3 separate regions of the Hordeum vulgare genome follow, and all the other regions are linked to region 3. Evidence: chromatin contacts called from public Hi-C data. All regions are on one chromosome and are shown on one strand. The core of a region is the stretch at or near the end of the contact, and the rest is flanking DNA. Distances in the headings are between cores, read along the strand shown.

What was found. A called contact is a pair of places that touch in the nucleus more often than the background predicts.
Region 1: a contact with region 3 is called in a Hi-C map of leaf, with 2.0 times the contacts expected there. The contact joins the promoter of LOC123439624 here to the promoter of LOC123443148 in region 3. A contact is called at or near these places in 2 of 6 Hi-C or Micro-C datasets (leaf and seedling) and 1 of 1 datasets of contacts at active chromatin or transcription factors (embryo).
Region 2: a contact with region 3 is called in a Hi-C map of seedling, with 3 times the contacts expected there. The contact joins the enhancer-like site here to the promoter of LOC123443148 in region 3. A contact is called at or near these places in 2 of 6 Hi-C or Micro-C datasets (leaf and seedling) and 1 of 1 datasets of contacts at active chromatin or transcription factors (embryo).

The regions. Positions count from the first base shown.
Region 1 is chr3H:107,087,210-107,090,830 of MorexV3_pseudomolecules_assembly, reverse strand. It overlaps LOC123439624 (RING-H2 finger protein ATL74-like), which reads right to left and starts at 1,770. Exons shown (of 1, transcript XM_045116315.1): 1 at 631-1,770. The coding sequence starts at 1,461. The coding sequence ends at 817.
Region 2 is chr3H:105,889,132-105,892,897 of MorexV3_pseudomolecules_assembly, reverse strand. No RefSeq gene overlaps it. Among protein-coding and RNA genes, the nearest start is that of LOC123443146, 44 kb to the right of the region's middle. Within about 2 kb of position 1,562, at least 2 of the 3 cell types and tissues checked have open chromatin away from gene starts, as enhancers often do. A contact at or near this core is called in seedling, where this site is marked.
Region 3 is chr3H:106,439,210-106,442,578 of MorexV3_pseudomolecules_assembly, reverse strand. It overlaps LOC123443148 (transcription factor PCF5), which reads right to left and starts at 1,416. Exons shown (of 3, transcript XM_045119432.1): 1 at 1,122-1,416; 2 at 1-1,014. The coding sequence starts at 650.

The DNA of each region.
Region 1 (3,621 bases), core at 521-3,020, 650 kb before region 3:
TTATAGATGTTCATATTAGTGTGACAAGTGTGCTTGCCAGATTTCATGCCATATGGGATAGCGGTGCTTCGTTGGTGAAAAAAACAAAATTAAGTGTAACATTTGGAGGTAAAAGTTGTCGACTTGTTCATTTTGCACAGGCCAAAATACTTAAGTTTCTGACCTGTAAATTTGTATCTGCCATTTGAGTGTGACAACCAACACATCTTTTAAAAAAAAAATCAACATTTGTAAAACACATTTTGAACATGCAGGATCATATGCTCCCAAGAGCCAAAATGAATATCCGCTAGATACATTCATATCTAGATAAATCTAAGATAAGAATTTTAAAACGGAGGAAGTAGTAGCTTGCATAGAAAAGTATTTTGTCATGAAACTTCCCAAACAAGTACTACGGAGTAGTAAATATGCATATGTATATGTGTGTTTTTTTCAGGTTTTTTAAACTAAAAAAATTCTAAAGCTTTCAAATAAAATGCTCCATAGAAATCGAGCTGCATTAGGCATTCCCGAATGTACCGTCAAAGAAATAAAAACTTAACCACATATAGCTTTTGAGCTGCAGTTCGTCACCTTGCAAGATGGAGTGGTAGATTATGAGATGGCCAGAGCAAAGAATCCATTCCATTAACAGAAATCACAGTCTCTTATTTATTTATTTTACGGGTAAGGATAATCACAGTCTTAAATACATCCCGAGCCTAACCTATACTGTAGTACTGTATATACATATGTCACACTGTACACTTGTTCCCGGTCCCCCTCGAGGCTGGATTATACAGTATAGCTTAGGTAAAGGGAGATGCCGATTGACTACCTGCCGCCGATGTTTTCGCACACGTCTCTCTGGGTATCACCTTGTACGGTCACTGTCAAGGTTCCTCCTACACCAAGGAACGTCGGTTGCGGCGGCTCCGACGACGACTGCGCAGCCGCCTCCGCCTTGCCCTGGGACTGCTCCGCCTCTGCCCGGCAGAGAGGGCACGACGTCCTGGTGCGCAGCCACGCGTCGACGCACTCTACGTGGAATACGTGCCCGCAGTTGGGCAGCTGCCGCACCGTGTCTCCGTCCACGAGCTCCGACAGGCACACGGCGCAGTCAGCCCCCGCGGCGCTCGTGGACCCGGCCTCCTTCCTGTACACGGTGACTGGGAGCGCGGAGAGCGCGGACGCGTTCAGCCCGTGCCGCCGGCTGCCGATCCTTCCGAAGGAGTTGATGGACCGGAAGATGCCAGCGGCGAGGCCGCCGGTGCCGCGGCCTCCGCCTCGGCCAGACCGGTACACCAGCACGTAGAGCAGGACGCGCATGGTGACGATGGCGACGGTGACCCCGAAGAGGACGAAGACGACGGTGAGCGCGACGCGCCCAGTGAAGCTGTAGTTCAGCTGCCGCTCGTATGGATCCCCGGCGCCTTCCGGCGTGGCCGGCGCGCCAGCCATGGTGGTGCTCTCTGACATGGCACTGATCGACAAGCTTAGTAGGAAAGGCTCGCCTACTAACAAAGAGACAGAACGGAAGAAAGAGATAGAAGAAGGCAGCGGTGTCAGGTTTAGCACCACTGATCAACTGCATGTGTGTTCTCTCACAGCTTAATTAGCTTGGGTAGGACACTGCTCGGGTCAACGAGTGGTGTCAATGTCGTGTACAATAGGATTGCGAGGCTGACATGTGGGGTGACGAGAACTATTGCAAATCACACGCAAATTGCTCACTGGGCGAGAAGAGAACGTGGAGATGTGGATTTCATCAGCGTGGTTTGAATAGGGATACCTGAGCTTTCGGTCTACACAAGACTTCTCTGTCGTGTAATTTTGTAATAGGAAGTCTACAGGCGAAAGGCAAGACGAAACTTCGAGGAATTGAGCAACCAAGGCAAAATCGTTGACTTGCAAACCAGAGAACATAAAATTCTTGAAGACTCGTCGGAGTTGAGAATGGGAATTTCATCAAATAAAACAGAGCCCTAACGGTGCTGCAAAACGACTGCCGGAAGCTCGGAATCGGAACTGTGCATGGAGGTTCTAGGTATGGATGAATCTAAAGTGGTGAAGAATATTTGAAGTTTATTGGAATTGTGTCTAGTATTTTATAGATTAGAGTTGGAATTGCGTCTAGATGGTGTATATACAACAGAAAGAGAACAGTTGAGAAAAATATTATTAGACTACATAAACTGTTAAACTAGGAAAAAGATCAAAGTCAGCCGGCCGATTACGCGTACACTTTCACCACGTACACAGCCGTCAGATACGAGTTTAATTAACCAACGCTCAATCAGTTAAGACCTTCACGACTAGACGCGCGTATCTCTGTCACTTACAGTTTTTCTGTAACATTATCTGTGTTACAGAAGTCCTTCAGTAACAACATTTATGTTGCAAAAAAGTTAAGACAAAAAAGTTCTCTAACATAGAACATCATCTATGTTACAGAAGTCCATTTGTAACAACATCCGTGTTGGCTAAAAGTTAAGACAAAAAAAATTTATAACATCATTTGTGTTATAAAAGTCCTTCCACAATGGAAATCATGTTTCAAAAGAGTTCTGACAAAAAAAACTGTTTAACAAAACCGTTGTTACAAATGTTTCTACAGCACAAGGTCTGTTACAATGGTGAGGACGAGTCGGGGCGCTGGATGGCCTCAGTCAACTGGATGCGGAGGCGACGGATCTTTTGAATAGATCCATCGACCGACACGCAGCTTCATCTATTAAACTATTGCACTTGAGAAAAAGATAATTAAACTCACACAGGGAGGGAAGTAGAGGTGCATAATGTGTTTGACCCGAAATGATGTAATATGCTCAATCACGTTTCAAAGAAAATATGTTCAATCACAACAAGACGCCGGAAAATGGCCGAAGCAGCCCAAACTTACCCTAAGTCGGCCTTTCCCCGACGAAAAAACAGTTCAACATGTGGCTTGCCAATGAATCAAACTGTGTAAATCGTCACCGTGGCTATTTCTTGGGGAGCTCCTATCGGACGCTTCATGGGAGCTCCTATGCAGCGCTGCAGGTGCCCGTGCTGCTAGCATAGGCCGCCTCACTAAAGTGTTGTCCTGTTATTTTTTGATTTTCTAATTTTTTATGAAAAATTATAAAATCAAAAAAGGTTTACATATTTAAAGAAAAAAAATTATCCATATAAAAAAAATCATATCTTTGAAAAAGGTTCATCAATTTTGAAAAAAGTTCAATGAAAATGAAAAAAGTCCACCCCATTTAGGAAAAGTTCATTAATTTTTCTAAAAATTCAACAAATTTGTAAAAATTTCATAAATATTGGAAAAACGTTCATGTATTTTTTGAAAAAGTTAATTGAAATGAAAAAAGTACATAAATCTATAAAAAAATCCATCTATTTTCAAAAAGATGTTCATAAAATTTCAAAAAGTTTATCAATATGCAAAAAAAGTCATCAATATTAAAAAGTCTTCGTTGAAATTTAAATAAAATTCATCCATATTCAAATAAGTTTATAAATGTTTTTAACAAAGACGTCACAAGCACCTAGATATGGCGGCCCGGTATGAACGCCACCGGCGCCAGTTAACCAAAACGCACATTAACTGGCGCCTGTGACGGCAAATAGAAAATGTCGCGCTTCAGGTAC
Region 2 (3,766 bases), core at 313-2,812, 550 kb after region 3:
CCTCCTGGGCGCGGCCCAAGGGCGTGATGTGGGAAGTGCTTGTGTGCCATGGTTTTGGTTTGCAGGAAGGCTGGTCCGGTCTCTGGTTTTGGGGGGGTGGGCTGCCGGTGAAAGCCGAGCTCCGGCTATGGCCCGAGCAGTCGATGGCGGCGCCTTCAGGCCCCATCCCCTTGTTGGAGGCATCGACGTTGCAGCCCCTCCCTTCCCATGACCGACATCCTTCGGGGGAAACCCTAGATCGATCTGCTCTTGCGGATCGAGCGATGATGACACTATCGGCTTTGCTCGGCTCGGCGTCATATATCCTCTTGAGGACATCGTTTTGAAGATAGACTCGGCCAGAAGGACCCGATGCTCATGTTGGTGGTTGGCGACGGCTTGTATAGCATCACCGTGAGAACAGTAGAAGCACCCTTCACATGCAAGATTCATCAGGTAAGTTATGGCCGCCAACCTCACGAGATTGAAGCGGCATATGTTTGCTCTATCGGACATAGCGTTCCTCTAGGATGTCGTCGAGTTTTACGGATAGGCTTGTGGCAGCTCAGATTGATACAACGGTTTTTGGTTTGCACTTTGGTAGCGGCTTAAAGTGCTCGATTGCCCGGCCGGGTGTGTTGTGGGATGTTGGATTTCTGAGGTGTTGTATGTGTTGTGGTGCTTTAGGCCTGGTTGTTAGGCGTTGTTTTAGGTTTTCGCTCGGTTTTTCTTATAAACCGAGCATCATTTTTCATTCTTCATCTTTTGGTACTCGAGCGAGCAAATTAAGCAAAGAGCGCGTGAAGGTGGTGAGTAAACAAAATTGTCGTCTGTTTTGATCCCTAGTAGTAGCAAAGGAGCAAATTAAGCAAAGAGCGCGTGAAGGAGCTAAAAAAAATTGTCGTCTGTTTTGATCCCTAGTAGTAGCAAAGGAGCAAATTAAGCAAAGAGCGCGTGAAGGTGGTGAGTAAACAAATGACCTTGCGCACGTAGTCGTGCATGCAGATGCAGCACCAGCACGCCTGCTTTGCTTCTTCCCAGAAGCGCAGCAAATCAGATGCTGAGGATAAGTTAAGTCCCCTCTTGGCACGGCACAGCACAGTACGTGTGGGCATCAGTCAATCGGCAGTGCACCGAACAGCAGGATTATATTATCCAGTCCGGAAGCAGATCGGCGACGTTAGCGACGCCGCTGCGTCCAAAGTTGATAGGAGCAGTCTCCCCCTCCGTGCCGCATGTGCCAGCAACTCCGATACTGCATGCGCGGCCACAGGCTAAACAACCGTAAAATAAACACGGAAAGATCGAGCATGATCCAAACCTAGCGAAACTTCATCCGTCCCATTTTGTGATGTGATGATGGGTGTGAGATCTTTGCCGTACAGGCAGGCCTTTTATTTGCTGCGTCTAGCCTGATTAGTATTTTTCTATACGTTGAAGATAACCCGTAGTGCTGTAGAATACCTGGTTGATGTGATACATCATCTGGGTTGGGTTAATCTAACGAACCTAGGCCGTAGGGATCAGTAGCCCATACGGGTAGGGGTCCCGGTCCCTAGGCAGGCTCGCGCATGGATCTATCCGCCTTTGGGTGTGTGTGCGTGTCTGTCTGGCTTTGCGGGCGGTGCAGCCAGCGAGGCGGCTGACAGTTGCTTCGTGCCACCACCGATCTGCGTCTCGGAGCTAAATTCTGTGTTTCGACCTTTTTACAAAAATTGAATGAGATCTATTTTTGATTTAAAAAAATTAGAATCCGATTCTTTTCAAGGTCCATGGCCATAAGTATAACGACCTACCATTGAAGCCGCTGACGACAGGGATGCACGCTCTATCATAAAATATCTTCAAATATCAGATACATTATATGTTCATACATATTGTCGTTCATCTTAACGATAGGGTTATATGAGCTACTGCCAGTCTGTTTGATGACAGAATGTGTAACGCTTATGTAATTAAGTTTTTTATCATTAGAGACCTCGGTACTAGGCTGTTATACCCTACTAACATAGACCCTGACGTTAGGAATCTGACTTTACTTTTTAAAAAAGATCAAAACACAAAAATTGGACGCATCTCGTCACCGTATGTGCGCCACCGGCTATAGCCTCCCTTGTTGGGGTCCGCTCAGTTCACCGGTGAAGCTATGAGGAGAAGGTGTTGTCACAGAGCGGCCTAACATGCTGAATGTGACTTGATTGATTTTTTTGTTTAAGAGCAACTCTAGTAGAAACATCTCTGATAGAGCCCCGTATTTTTGTTAGCTCCCTTCGTAGGTCTCTCGCCATCTATATTTGTGGGTCTGAAGGCCTTATTTTGAGCTCCAGCTTTGCTTCAACTGAGCTGCAAGTGAGGGAGAAAAGTTTCAGCTTCTTGCTCCTCTTGCCACAAACGGAATTGAAGCATTGTGTTCTCCCACACACCATTGACAAGAGGGGAGATAGGACCGTCAACTATATGTGATAGTCTAGCTTTTTTTTGAATGGTAAACCCGCCTTTATTGATTAGGGGAACGGTTTACAGGTATGACAAAAGGGTGATGGGGTGAACCAGCCACAGGTAGCGCCCATTATCTAAAGAAGAAGCAAAATTAGCTACATTATAGGCATCAACATTCCTTTCTCGTCCTTCGAAAACAAACTCACACCTGGTAAAATTAAGAGCAATAATTTTTATCTCCTTGATGATAGAACTATATCTTCCCTCTGCGCCAGACTTGATGTCTTTAACAACTGCTTCACAATCACAAGCAATAACAACTTGGTTCAAGGACAGATCAGGCGCTAGAGCCATAGCTTCCCGACAAAAAAAGAGCTTCAAGAGTTGGCGGATCCGTGACTCCAGTGAAAACCAGTGTTGAAGAACCCAAGAAAAATCCCTTATGATCACGGCAAATGGTTGCAGCTGCACCCTTGCTGCCATTCCTGGAGATACTCCCATCAACCTGAATCTTGGCTACTCCCTCAGTAGGAGCAATCCACCAGGTGAGCCTAATCCTGGGGGCACCCGCGGTAGAAGAAGATCCTCCTCTCTCCTTTTCTTTGAAGGTTCCAAGTTCAACGATATAGTTTGTTACAAAAGCATTAGTTGCGTGGTGGCTTTGCAAAATTTCTTCATGGATAGCTTTACGGCGAGCGGACCAAATAGCCCACAAAGTAACTAGCAGTTTTGTCAGCCTAGCATGAGGCAAATCCTCTATCGCTGCAAACAGCCACTGCTTTGCTCCAGGCTCTATAGTTGTCTAAATATAATCTGCAATATCATTATCCTCGAGAGCGCAGACACACCTTACAACCGAGCATTCTATAAGCGAGTGTCTCCACGAATCTTGCATCCCGTACAGCTCGCACTTGTCATTATCCGGCATGTTTCTGTATTGGCGAACATCTTCCGTTGGAATCGAGTGCCTTGCAAGTCGCCACAGAAAATTATGGATTTTACCAGGAATTTGAACTGCCCACAGAGAAGTCCATGCCTTAGAATCATCAGATGAGGATGACCCTGCATTGCCCTCTAGCCAGTCTTCTTGACGATTCTTAGTGTCCACTAGCATACGGTATGCTGATCTCATAGTGAATAGACCGTTTTTCTCATAGTTCCAAGCCCAAAAGAATTTTTATTGGCGTTTGTGGCGGCCTACAAAACATCGCCCTTCCCTTTCTCCCTTTTTCCTCATTCTTCAGCATCTCACAATCCCATTTTGCCCACCTCCCAAGCCCATCTCACCGTTTCATCAATGATGCAACGGAAGGAGCTCCCCCCCCCCATCACCTTTGGGAATGATGAG
Region 3 (3,369 bases), core at 167-2,666:
GAGTCGAGCGACGGCGGGAGGAAGCTGATGCCGCCCGTAGCTCCTCCAGCGCCACCAGACCCGGCGAAGTCGAACGACGAGTGCGCGATGGTGATGGCCTGCGCCTGGTCGTCCGAGTTGTCGGCGGAGTCAGGCTGGGTTGAGGAGGACGGCGGCGCGGCGGCATTGCTGGCGGCAGGGGCGACTGCCGTGGGCTGCCAAGCGGGAAGGGTGTCGAGGTTGTCGATGGCGTCCTTGGCGTTCTTGATGAGCCAATCGACGGCCTTGCTGGGGCGGTCGTAGCCCAGCCGGTCTTGTACGTCGTAGAACTGGATGGCCGTGTGCGCCGACAGCCGCACGCGCCGGTCGCGAGGCCCGCGCGCCGTGCAGACCTTGCTGTGACGGTCTTTCCGCCCCGTGGAGCGCACAATGTGCCCTCCCTGCACTGCCACGATCTCCCCGCCTCCGCCGCCCCTCACCCGCGCGGGCGTCGCCGGCACCATCTCGCCGCCTCGTCCTCCTCGCGCCCGCGTCTGGGATGCCGGGGGCGGCTGCGCCTGCGCCGTGAACTGATGCATGTGATGGTGGTGGTTCCCGGCGCCTCCGAAAGACAGGAGCTGCGTCTGGAGCCCGTGGTGATGATGGGAGTGGGACTGGCCGGCGTCGCCCATGGGCGCGAGAAGGGCATACTCGGCGGACGAGCCCGGCTGCCTCACGGACGCGGCCTGCAGGTGCGAGAGCTGGAAGACGGGGGCGGGCGGAGGTTCTTGGTCCTGCTGCACTTCTTGGTGCAGCTGCAGCAGCCGGTAGTGGTGGTGCTGTTGCTGCTGCTGCTGCTGCTGCTCCTCATCCGCAGCCTCCTGTTGCCCGCCGCCGCCGCCGCCGCCGCCGCCGCCGCCGCCTCCTGCGCCGTCGCCTCCGTGAGGACCCCGGTGGTGGTGCCTCGGATCCAGATCCCCCGGCTGGAGCTTCGCCTCCGCTACTGCTGCTGCTGCTGCTCCAATGCGCGTCCATCCAGCTCGCCGGATCCCATAACTAGGAGGAAAAAGAAATAGAAAAAACCATGAGAAAAAGAATCAAGAAGAGGAACGCGGAGGGTGCATGACGGAGGGAGGGGGAACAGTGGTGGGCAAGGGACTGACCCAGGGGAGGAGAGGAGTGGGGGACTGAACTAGAAGCAATCTGATGGATTGGACATCACATTTTAGGAGGGGGGACGGCGGCGGGGGGGAGGGAGGCAAAAGCTTTTGCTGCTGCTGCTGCCTTCTTTCACTCTCTCTCCTCTTGGGCTTGTGTGTGTGTGTGTGTGTGTGTGTGTGGGAGCTTTGGAGAGCAGGAGGCAGAAGGGAGGCAGGAAAACAGGATGATAAGAGCAGGATTTGGGATTTAGTGAGGAGAGAGGGTCTGTTTCCCTCCTTGCTGCAGCCGCCGCTCCCTGTCAATGTGCGTATGCGTGTAGGCGCAGGGGAGAAAAGAGAGAGCTTTTTTTTTTTGGTAGGGAGGAGAGACACTGCTTGCTTGCCTGCTAGCTTGCTCAGCGGTCTGGGAACATCCGAACTGAGCCGAGTGAGGGCTGCTGGAGCCCAAGGAGTGATTGAAAGCCAATTTGGGGGCTGCTGCTCCAGTTGGATGTGCAGGATTTGCTTGTGTAGCCGGTTGCTTTTCTAATTTCGGGAAATGGTTAGAGACATGATATGTTCTCTTCATGTGGTGAAAAATTTACAGCCTGCTCTTTCTGTGATTGCTGTACGCCCACAACTGCTGGCTATAAAATTCCTCCAACCAACGAGGGCGGAATAAACGATTCGAAATACTAATTGTGAAACTGCATATATGCGCTTGTACGATTGTGCATTTGGCCCTTTTTAAAGTGTCGATTGAGTGTTGCGGCTGTTTTGAAATGCTTCTGTTCCTAGAAATAGGTGGTTCGTCTTGTTTCTAGCCCCACCTTGCTAAAAGTGTTGTTACCAAGATTTTGATCCCTCCTTTCCCAGCAAAAATAATGGCATTTTCTCATTTTGAAGATATAATAATAATGGCACTCTTGTTGGGCATGTTATGTGAAAAAATCCGGTCATTCCTAGTTTAGTTTCATGCCAGAGCATATTCACCGGCTCCCCGTTCCTTAATAAGTTTTCTGTATTGAAGATTGTCAAAATTGCGTTTCAACGGTTTCTTCTCTCCTTTCGCGTAAATAGGACTCTCATTTCGACGAATGAAATCGAGGGGGAACATTGTCCTTAACCATGTCTCGGCGTTCTTAGACACGTACGATGTTTGGAACATCCCTCTAATAAATGAACATTTTTAGAGAGCCGATGTATGGAGTATCTAAAAAATTATTGTACCTCTTTTATATAAATAAGAATGTTGAACCCAACAAGAAGCAAATAGAATTGGTTGGTGGAAACTTGTAAAAAATCATAATAAAAAGGTATAAAGATTGTTTGATGATTTGTTTGATCACACAAATAATTGTAAGTACATAATTTGTGACAAAGGTACAATATTTATAAAAATGACCCAATCCTTAATTATGCTAAGGACATGCCAGTTGTATTACCTGTAGGGATCAAATCCCTCTCGAGCACACACGGGGATTTCACCAAGTTGCTTTCATCTAGTTCACTTGAGTTAACATTCATTGCTTTGTTAATTGTTGTGTGGTGAAACATATATTATTGTGATGTCCTTACTTGAACAAACAATAGAGTAATTAAAATAACATCTAACCATAACATTACAAGGTTCCAACGACCACCTCACATAGTAGTTCACAAACTTAGGATTTGGTAATACATTTCACTCCAACTCCCCATGATAACTAAACTAATCAAAAAAGCTCTCCTTTAGGCTTAATGATGAAGTGATATGAAGTCGACATCCACACATCATCACTAGTGAATTACACCACAACATAAGATCAAAACATTGAACTTTGTTCAAGTTCACATGATTACTGGAAACAAGGTTTATTTCATGTCCTTGAGAACACAACGAAGAACATACCATAGTACACACAAGACATCATATGGATCATGATCAATGAAGATGATAATATGATTAACAAACTTCAAATACAAACCTTTCACGAGTTAAACATCTAAGCATTCGAAAGAAGAATTAAGACAAATCTAATCCTACCATTAAACATGTGAATCCAAATAAGCCCCTCATGAAGCAACACATAAACTGGGGTTTAAGCTTATGTCTCTCTCACGACCCATCATATCTTTGTTCATCCACAATGACTTCCCTTAAGCCCATAACATTGTGAAGCGTCATGTAGTGGACATTCGCATGACACCACTTAGAGAAGTATCAACATACATATCATCAAAATATCGAACGAATACCAACTTTATATGATTACTCATAACAAGACTTATC